2 separate regions of the Mus musculus genome follow, and region 1 is linked to region 2. Evidence: chromatin contacts called from public HiChIP or PLAC-seq data. All regions are on one chromosome and are shown on one strand. Each heading gives the region's core, a stretch centred on a gene start, on an enhancer-like site or on the middle of the called end of the contact. The rest is flanking DNA. Distances are from core to core; before and after follow the strand shown. Region 1 has its middle 6.5 kb from the start of Heatr5a. Region 2 overlaps Gm34894 (a long non-coding RNA gene).

Evidence for each region. HiChIP or PLAC-seq counts read pairs in DNA pulled down with a chosen protein or histone mark.
Region 1: a BATF HiChIP or PLAC-seq map of CD8 T cells shows a contact between it and region 2, with 7 read pairs. The contact joins two enhancer-like sites. A contact is called at or near these places in 6 of 39 promoter capture datasets (the C10 cell line, the HPC-7 cell line, cranial neural crest and 3 more), 1 of 15 datasets of contacts at CTCF or cohesin (the NIH/3T3 cell line), 2 of 484 Hi-C or Micro-C datasets (Sertoli cells and nephron progenitors), 8 of 115 datasets of contacts at active chromatin or transcription factors (CD8 T cells, the HPC-7 cell line, effector CD8 T cells and 5 more) and 3 of 9 other capture datasets (adipose tissue, liver and pancreatic islet).

The regions. Positions count from the first base shown.
Region 1 is chr12:51,975,267-51,980,444 of GRCm38.p6, forward strand. No RefSeq gene overlaps it. Among named protein-coding and RNA genes, the nearest start is that of Heatr5a, 6.5 kb to the left of the region's middle. Within about 2 kb of position 1,470, at least 34 of the 459 cell types and tissues checked have an H3K27ac peak or open chromatin away from gene starts, as enhancers often do. A contact at or near this core is called in CD8 T cells and effector CD8 T cells, where this site is marked.
Region 2 is chr12:51,841,891-51,847,030 of GRCm38.p6, forward strand. It overlaps Gm34894 (a long non-coding RNA gene), which reads right to left. Exons shown (of 3, transcript XR_381584.4): 2 at 797-3,271; 3 at 1-91. Among named protein-coding and RNA genes, the nearest start is that of Gm34894, 7.4 kb to the right of the region's middle. Within about 2 kb of position 3,586, at least 392 of the 459 cell types and tissues checked have an H3K27ac peak or open chromatin away from gene starts, as enhancers often do. A contact at or near this core is called in CD8 T cells and effector CD8 T cells, where this site is marked.

The DNA of each region.
Region 1 (5,178 bases), core at 220-2,719, 130 kb after region 2:
ACTGTGATATGCAAATGGCATATCAACTTTGCATTCCTAGTTATTTCATTGCTGTTAGTTTATAAACAATATTGTACGGGTATAATGTTGCTAGCACTTAATCACATAAGCCTGACAGGAAAGGAAAAAAAAAGTTAATTTTTATCATCAACACATTGGGGGGAGCCTTAATTTTCTATTATAGACATACATAATTGATAAAGACTGAAGCACACTTCAAAATGACTCTTTAATCAGATATGATTTTTACAAGGCCACACCTCCTCCAACAAGGTATAATGGTATACTTTATACCTGGTATAATGGTTAGTTTTGTTATCTTGACACAATCTAGCATTACCTGGGAAGACAGTCTCAATGAGGGATTGCCTAAGTCAGGTTGGCCTATGAGCTTGTCTGTGGGGGATTAATTTGATCACATGTTAATTGATGTCAGAAGGCCCAGCCCGTTGTGGGTCGCACAATACCCTGGGTCCCAGGTTGTATACAAGTGGAGAACATTAGTTGAGCAGTAGGCATGCAAGCCCACAAGCATTTTCTCCCTGCTAGAGACTGTAAATAAGACGAGCTGTTTCAAGTTTCTGCTTCCTGATCTGTGAGCTAAAATAAGCCCTTCTCCCCCTAAGTTGTCTTTTTATTAAGATATTTATGTGAAAGCAACAGAAAGGAACTCTGCCATGACCCTTGAGGCTTGGGTTCTGGAAGCCTGGCCAGGGTTGGAGAGGGAATGCAGACAAGACAGACACATTGACACAGTGAAGCTGGGGTCAGGTGGGGTCTGAGCAGTGTGTTTATTAAATACAGCAGAGGGTTTGCTGGTTCATACACGGTCTAGTTCCAGCTCAGGATAGTCTCAGGCTATAAAAATCCAGGAAGAGGAAGGTCGACTGCCAGCCTTTACACATAGCGATCAATCGTTGGAATCTGGGGATGTGTTGCTATTTTTCCTGAGCCTGGGCCATATGGCTCTATGGGTAATGACTTTGCCAATTTCACATGGCTCTGAGGCCTTAGAGTACTCAACATGTCTGTGCCTGTGCCAAGGATGCACACGTACTTAGAACACTCACGCAGGGCTTCCTCCAGTCCCCACAAAACTAGTAAGGCACCAGGTTTCACGTGAAGCTTACAAAACCAGAAACCAGGAGAGAGATTTCGAGAAGCTAGTGGAAAGATGCCTTAAGTGTGGGAGAAGAGCGCTCTGGTCTTTGGCATGGAAGATGGGGAGGAAGTGACCCTGAAAGGGCACGCAGCAAGGTGGAACGTTCCAGCAGTGAGAGGAGGACCTGGCGGAGAGATACCTACAGCGGCCAGAGAAAGCAATCTGTTAACGGGATCCAGAGCAGACTATAGGGAAAGGTTGGTGTCTGTGGGAAGTCGCCAAAGTGGGGCTGAGAGGAATCAGAAAACAGTCCTTGGTCTGCTCATCAGTTTGTTCCTGCCACAAAGTTCCCGATGCAAACCACAGGAAGCACCACCCTGTGCCAACTTCGTCACAGAGTTCATCCACCAAGGTGAAAACACTTGTGACTCTGTTCTAAACACAAGCCAGAACCCAGGGAACAGACTAAGGTTGGGGGTGGGGTGGGGAGGGGGCTGGAACGGAGGAGGCCGCTGGTATTGAAGGCCATGCAAACGCTCTATTTGGGCAGCAAACAAACACCTCAGGCAAACTGGGTTTACCTAGAGATAGATAGCATAAAAATAAATCAGTGTTTTCATTCGGGAGGCTTCATTCTTTATAAGTAGTAGAGAAGGCACCCCAGAAAAATCTTACTTACTAACTGAAGACGTATGTGGATATGAAACTCATGACAGAGGGCCATCCACTTAAACACCAAAAATGATGGAATAACACACTAAATAATATAAGGCTCAAATAATTCATAATAAAATTAACAAATTAAGGTTATTGATTTTGTCTAGCTCAAAAACTGAACTTAGTATAGGTCCCACATTAATTTTATTTTTCCTGAGTTATCAAATGCAAAGAAAAAGTATATAAATATTACTCTCAAAATCTTGTGATTTAGGAATGTTCTCTCTCTCTCTCTCTCTCTCTCTCTCTCTCTCTCTCTCTCTGTTTTTCTCATAATTACAATAAATCTTATGTTTCAGGGCCAGTGAGCTAGCTCAGCAAGTCAAAGCATTTGCTGTGCTGGCCTGACCATTTGAGTTAAACTCTTCAACCCACAGTAAAAGGAGTGAGAGAACAGACTTCTGAAAGCTGCCCTTTGACCTCCATACATCCACTGTGCCCATATTCACATCCACACATACCATCATGCATATGTATACTCTCTCTTTCTAAATAAAAATTGTAAAAATACAGGACAGTCATTGTGGTGCACACCTTTGACCCCAGCACTCAGGAGGCAGAGGCAGGAAAATCCCTGAGTTGGAGGCCACCCTGGTCTACATAGCAAATTCCAGAATAGCCAGACTACATAGAAAGACCCTGTTTCAAAAAACAAAACAAACAAGCAAAACCCAATGGTTTAAAAGTTACTGTTTTTTAATGAATATACATCTCCCATTACCTTCTTTGGTTCTCATTATTCCTGAAGTGGAGAAAAAATGAATTTATAGTTCAAACTCCTTCGTTCCTAACAAATCAGGGAAAAGAACTGAATCTGGGTGCAAATATTTAACTGGCCAGTATGAACAATAGCTAGAAGTGAAGTTGCTCATGAAATATGGTCACACTAATGTGTAGGCCCTGAGTCATCAGGATAAAAAAAGGAAATGCTAATAATAAGGAATAGAATCATACACTCTTGAATTCAATTTACCATCCTCCAGGCACTGCTGGAGCAGAGCACAACCCATTTACAGGCCATTCGCCCTCGTGTTAGGAATGCTTTATTGGCTTGCACATTTTCTCCTCTTGCTTGCCATTTCTTGCTGAGATTCTATGAGACCAAAATCAAAAAAAGACATATTCTTACTTATTATTTATGATAAAGATATTATGATCTTTTGGTGTTAGTTCTTATTTGTAAGTCTAGTAGAGTTTTTCAGTAAATCTATCTGGTTCTGGACTTTTTTTGGCTAGATTATTTTTTATTGCTATTTCTACCACATTGCTTCTTATTCTTACACTTCTTTTTTTTCCTTTTAAGACAGGGTGTCTCTAAAAGCTCTGGTGGTCCTGGAACTTACAATGTGGATCAGGCTGACCTGGTACTCACAGAGATCTGCTTGTCTCTCCCTCCCAAGAGCTGGGCTTAAAGGCATGCACCACCACACCTGGCCAATTTCATTGCTTCTTATAGATCTGTCTAGATTGTATATTTCATCTTTGTTTAATTTTGTTAGGAAATAGGCATAAAAATGCATCTGTTTAGCTTTTCTAATTTGGTAGAACATAGTATTTTTCTCTTCTTTTCTTTTCTTTTCTTTCTTTCTTTCTTTCTTTCTTTTTTTTTTTTTTTTTTTTTTTTTTTTTTTTTTTTTTTTTTTTGAGACAGGGTTTCTCTGTGTAGCTCTGGCTGTCCTGGAATTCACTCTGTAGACCAGGCTTGCCTCAAACTCAGAAATCCACTTGCCTCTCCATTTCTTTTTTTTAAACTTTTTTTATTAGATACTTTCTTCATTTACATTTCAAATGCTATCCCAAAAGTCCCCTATACCCTCCCTCTGCCCTGCTCCCCTACCCACTCACTCCCACTTCTTGGCCCTGGCGTTCCTCTGTCCTGGGGCATATAAAGTTTGCAAGACCAAGGGACCTCTCTTCCCAAGGATGGCCGACTAGGCCATCTTCTGCTACATATACAGCTAGAGACACGAGCTCTGGGGGTACTGGTTAGTTCATATTATTGTTCCACCTATAGAATTGCAGACCCCTTCAGCTCCTTGGTTACTTTTTCTAGCTCCTCCATTGGGGGCCCTGTGTTCCAGCCTATAGATGACTGTGATCATCCACTTCTGTATTTGCCAGGCACTGGCATAGCCTCACAAGAGACAGCTATATTTGGGTCCTTTCAGCAAAATCTTGCTGGCGTATGCAATGGTGTCTGGGTTTGGTGACTGATTATGGGATGCTGCCTCTGCCTTCTAAGTGCTGGGATTAAAGGCATGAGCCACCACTGCCCAGTCAGAACATAGTATCTTAATACAATATTTTAATTTATTATTTGAGAGTTTCCTGCATGTATACAATGTTTTTTCATTGTACTGATCTCTACTTCCTTCTCCAATTCCCCATAGACCTCCATACATATCTCCTTCTCAAAATTATGTCTTCTTTTTGTTTTATAACCCACCAAATCCAATTAGCACTTCATGTATGTACATGGTTGGGCGGCCATCCACTGAAGCCCAAGCAACTTACCAGGAGTTGACTCGACCTCCCTTAGTAGCAATTAACTGCCAATAGTGCCTCAGTTAGGAGAGGGGCCTCATAGCCCCCTGGTCCACCCATGCTGGAATCTCTAGTGGCTTGATCTTGTGAAGGTCTTGGATATGTAAGCACAATTATTGTGCATTTACAAGTACAATGTTTATGTCATACCCAGAAGACAGGATATGCAGTCCTCCCCACCCATCGTCTGGCGCTTACCTTTGATCTTCCCCTTCCTCCTGGGATGCTCTCTGAACCTTGTGGGAGAGAGTTGACATAGAAGTCCCATGTAGGGCTGAGAACTCACAGTCACTTCTTCCTAGAGTGAAATCAACTTGATTGGGTAATAGGATCTTGATGTATCCTTGAATACGGTTTGAAAGCACTTTTTTTTTTTTTTTTGGAAAATGTGCATGTCTATGTTCATCAGGAAACTGATCTGCCGTTTCCTTCTTTTTGTTGTATTCTTATACAATTTTGGTATCGATATACTGAACTTGGTAACATTCCTCCCCTTTCTGTCTTCTGGGACAGATTTAAAGAGGAACACTGGCCTTGCCCTTCTTTAAATGTTTGATAGACTTCATCCAGCCCTAAGATCTTATTCGTGGAGATAGTTTGTTTTTTTGTTTTTTTTTTTTTAACACAGCTGCTTCACTCTTGTTCCTTGCTATGGATTGCTATAATCTGTCAATAGCCCCCGAGTTTCTACAGATTTATGTGCCCAGCAATTTATCCATTTCTCTAAAATTTTCAGCTGTTTTGAACGTTTGTTTTCTCTTCATTTTTTATTAGTTTTAAAAGTTAGCAGGCAGGGTAATGGGTTTATCGTAGCA
Region 2 (5,140 bases), core at 2,336-4,835:
CGTGCAGGAGATGTTTTGTAGAAGTATTCAATGGGACTGAGGTCCACAACAACTTTGCATTTTGTTCGTGGTTTTCTGTAATTGCCTTCATCTGTTGCAAAGAAAAAATTCCTTGATGAGGTGTACAATCAATACTTTAATTTAAAACTAACTCAGAGCACTGGGTGTGGTGGCATGAGCCACCATTCGGGAGGCAGAGGCCGGCATATCTGTGATTGGAGGACAGCCTGGTCTACACAGTGAGTTCCAGGCCTACCAGGTATAAGAAGTGAGATCCTAACTCAAAAACCAGACCAAAACAAACCAAACCAACAAAACAGAAACAAAAAACCAAAAACCAGGCAAACAGGGACAACAACAATTCAGAGTTACAGGTGGAATTCAGTGATAAGGCATTTGCCCACTATCTCTGAGGCCCTGCCTGGGTTCGATCCCTAGAATGCAGAAAACCAAACCAACTAACCAAATAAACAAAACCCCTAACCCTAACCAGATTAAAACCAATTTAATTTTAGTATGATTGTTTTTATGTAGTTGTCTCTTGCAGGAGATTTTTTTTTAAAGTTACAAATATTACACTTATGGATTTGCCTTTACCCATACTCTGTACATCATATAATTATTGTAAAATAAAGTTTCTTAAATATTGAAATTGTATCTGCTTTGCTTCAGATGCTTTTCCATTCTCAGTAGTTTTTATACAGTAATTATCTAAAGGAAAGTGGCTTAGTGGAAGGACTGAATGGGCTTTTATCAGAAACCTAGTATCCACTAATGGCTTTTAGCCAAGACTGACTTTGTGATCCGGATTAAGCCATTGAGTTGCTGTCCTGGCTTCAGGGTCCTCGCCTCATTTGTGGAGAGAATGCATCTAGCAGCAGATCTGTCTCACTCCTCCAGGTTCCCCATGGACTACGGAGGCTTTTGTCATTCTAGTCAGTAAGAGCACGTTCTGAAAGGAGGTCAAAAGCTTGATGATATGTCAACAACAATGATAAAAATAATTAGGATTAAATAAAAACTATGAAATGTACTTCAGGACGATCCACTGTTGTTTGCAATAGACTGTGATAAGAACAAAAATTCTTCATCGCTCAAATTGCTTTCTGGGGACATTTCTACAAAAAAAAATCAACTCAAAGAAATCTCTGATTGCTCAACAATACAGTATACATCAGCTGAAGGTGAATTCATTTTAAAAAATACACTCATAGCTTTCCAACAGGGAGGAGACATAGATGATTCTCCAAAATAGGTGTAATCTGTTATTTTAATGTCTGTTTCATTGGGTCTGATGTTGACTCTTTCTATCAGGTTTTAGTTTTTGAGAGACAAACTTTGGTGATAGAGCCCAGAATAGCCCTGAATTCTCAATGCTCCCACATCAACTTCCTGTGTGATTTTTTTTTTAATGGACCAGATATTGACTTTTAAGAGATAGATAGGGCCAGAATCATCTAGAGTCTGCAGCCCCCCCGGTGAGCTAGATACTCTATTTCAGGGCTAGCAGCGGAACTCAATGGCAGCGCACTTACACCTACCTAGACCTCTAAGTCCTGGCTCTGATACCTGGAACTGAAAAAAATACCTATTGTGTGTCAGAATGCTGTCCCAGCACACAGCTGGCTCAGAAGGAAGGACTGACTACAAAGCAAGTTCTTGGCCAGCCTGGGCTTCATGCAGTCAGGCTGCACAATGAGCAAAAATGAAAACTAAATGGGATAGGGAAGGGGAGAAGGAAGTGGGAGAATAGAGGGGAGTAGGGTTGGGAAGAGAGGCCCTTAGCCTCTGGAGGAGGCAGCATTTACACTCTGAAGCTGGTGGTTCATTATTCAGAAGATGAACTTTGGTGTTTTACTCCTGTCCACATTGGAAGAAGCATTGTCTATACTCAGGTGTTTGGAACTGCTGAGGCCGGTGTGTTCCCTAAATATTAATGAACGGGCACGTGTAATGTCCATGAGCATAATTTAACTATGAAGTGATTCTCCTTCTTAAAGAGCTCACAATGTCTTACTCAGTCTTGGAGAAGGGCAGCTGGACCGACAGCGATCTTAACGACTACAGAATTTTCCCTATGTGGGCCGGAGGGGTGGGGGTGGGGAGGGATAATTCAGTGACAGCGTGCTTGCCTAGCAGGCAAGCTTCCCTGGCTTCAGTCCCCATCTGCAAAGCAAAACCAAACAAATGTTCCTATGATCCTATCTTATCAGTAGACGGCTAGCCTTCTCTTCCTCTCTGCTAGCCACTCAAAAACATCTTTTTTACCACTAGGGAGGAAGGGAATCAAATATTGCTCTTTCACACTTAGGAGCTGCTTTCTATGGGAAGCTTGCTCTCCTAAGCCAAAGCAAGCTGCCCTTTCATTAGTGGTCTGACATCTTATTAGCAAACAAAATTGCTTAAGGCTTTGTCTTAGTGTCATTGTTCCATCTGGACTCAAGACGCAGCAAACCTAGCTTCAACCAACAGAAGGAACTCGATGTACTTAGATGTACTCGATAGTCACAGGCTTCAAGATCTGAGTAAGACATGTTTATTCTTGAAAGAATCCACTGAAATCCCTCCTTCTCGACTATTAGTTTTCCTCCTATAACCTGTGTGAAGTCGTGGGGGGATTTTTCTCGCCCCCACCCTGCAGTTTTCAGTGTCAGAAAACAAAGCACAGAATCTTCTCATAGTGGTGTCTTCAATAAGCCTAACATGCAACATCAATTAAATTACAGATTATTTTAGTACTAAGACAGTTCCGTTTCCTCTTTGGCCTGTTTTACGGAGGAAAAAGTACCTGCTCCAATCAGAGATTGATTTCTGATGGGTAAACAGAAACACGTTAGGGGGACTAGTTTTAGTTCTTAAATTCCAGTTCACAAAATGAGCCCCACCCCCACCCCCCGCAGGGCCAATGCTTCAGCTCGGCTCTTCCTTTTCTTCCTAAACAGAGTCGAGAGCTTGCTTGTAGCCTCCTTTTTCTTTGGAATACTCCCCTTCCTTGTCCACCTCCTCCCAGCCTGGCGCAGCGCTCGGAAGGCAGGACTTTGGGAAAGTCGCGCCTTTCTAAAGGAGTGGGTGCTGTTTACAGGCTCCGGCTGCTGGCCCCGAAGGTGACTGGAGTCAAATGTAAACCTGGCGTTTATCTCTCGCAGTCAAACATGTTGTGCAACCGGGAGCAGTGGGCACTGTGTGAAAGGTTGTTCCGGCAGCAGCCCCAGGTTCAGGATTACTCAGCTCTTCACCCTGAGCTATGTGGGACCAAGATACTGGAGGTCACCTGTGATGGAAAGACCAACGGGCCAATGAGAGGAACCAGGAGGCGGGGAAACAGTTCTTGGCAAACATTGCGGCACAGGGCAGGACATCTGAAGGAAAGTTGTTTTGTGACCTTTATTGTTTCCCATGAAAACTTTCTCAGGCATGAAACCTTAGAAGTCAGAGCAGTTTCTGGCAATACTGGTTTATTGGGGGGCCAAAACATGCTTTTTTGTAAAAGCCATTTTTCTTCTTTTTCTTGAGTCAAGATCCATCATCCCATGCAGCCCAGGGTACCTGAGAGCTGAGAATGACCTTGAACTCTTGGTCTTGCGGCCACCCCCCATTGACAGGCATGTTCTGCCAGACCCAGCTAACAGTCTGTTTTCCTTTGGTAGTAAAATGTTTAACTATTAAAAAGAACATCATCAGGCCAGTCACCCATGCTTTGTATCCTGTGAGGCTGAGACAGGAGGCCTGAGAGTTTGAAACCTGAATTTGTATTTCTTTTTTCTTTCTTTCTTTTTTTTGGAGGGGGGTGTGGGCTTTTGAGACAGGGTTTCTCTGTGTAGCCCTGGCTGTCCTGGAACTCACTCTGTAGACCAGGCTGGCCTCGAACTCAGAAATCTGCCTGCCACTGCCTCCCAAGTGCTGGGATTAAAGACATGCGCCATCACTGCCTGGCTTGAATTTGTATTTCCAAAAACCAAATACAAATACCTAAACAAAACAACAGAAGAAAAATATAAGGAGAGATGTTTAAAATCCATTTTGCTAAGAACCAGCTCTATTATGGCTGAGGTCATCATATGCTTATTAGTTTTTGTCACTTTTGTTTTGGTAACTTAAAAGCCTTTTCTCCCTTACCATATTTTAAGCACTTAAATAATATTCTATTCATCATATTTTATAACAGGACTTTCTATAGACCTGCCAGCTATATAAATAATGTCAGAGGTTTGTTAATATTTTAAAGCTCAGGCCTTAGCTGGCAGTCTTGCAAGGACTCTATCCTGATTAATTCTGGCCTGCATCCTGCCCCATGGCCAGTTCTACCTTTCCGCCAGGGCTCTCAGTCCACCTCCGCACGTGCTGCTGAATCTCCTGTGTCCCAACTCTTCTCCCAGCGTCCCTATCTCCTACCTTCCACTTCCTGCTCAGCTATGGGCCTTCATTAAAGCCGATGAGATACAATTCTAGACTGCCTTAGGCAGGTGAGGGAGAACAAATATTTACAAAATATGAGACCAGTGATGGGCCAAGGAAATAACAATACCAGATCCTGCTAATGTTTAGCTCTCTGCAAGCACAGCATTAACACTTGAATATACAGAGAGACACACCTTCACATGATGAATCGCAACAATGTTTCACTTTAATAATTCACCCAAATAGATTGCTTTCATTCTGTTTCTATACATAACACCCAAATGAACATAGTTGAAATAAAGCTTCCTATAAGAAAAGTTGTAAGTTCAGTGCCTTATAACACATATAAAACCTATGTAAAGCTGGGGTGTGTGTGTGATGGCAAATGCCTTTAATCCTAGTGTTTGGCAGGTGGATCTCTGAGTTCAAGGCCAGCCTCGTCTACAGAGTGAGTTCCTGGACAGCTAAAGCTACACAGAGAAACCCTGTCTAGAAAAATAAGACAAAACCCCAACTTAACATACAGAATATATGGAGCCGGGCTTGATGGTGAATGGCTCTGATGCATGCTTCAAAGGAGAAGGTGATGTCGGAGGAACGGGAAGGAGTTCCAGGTTAGCCTTGCCTACATAGCAGTTTTGAGACTAGGCAGAGCTACATGAGACCCCGCCTTAAAAACAAACAAGCAAAAAGGTATATCTGAGTAGCTCCAAGAACAATAACAAAGAAACAGGAGAGGGGT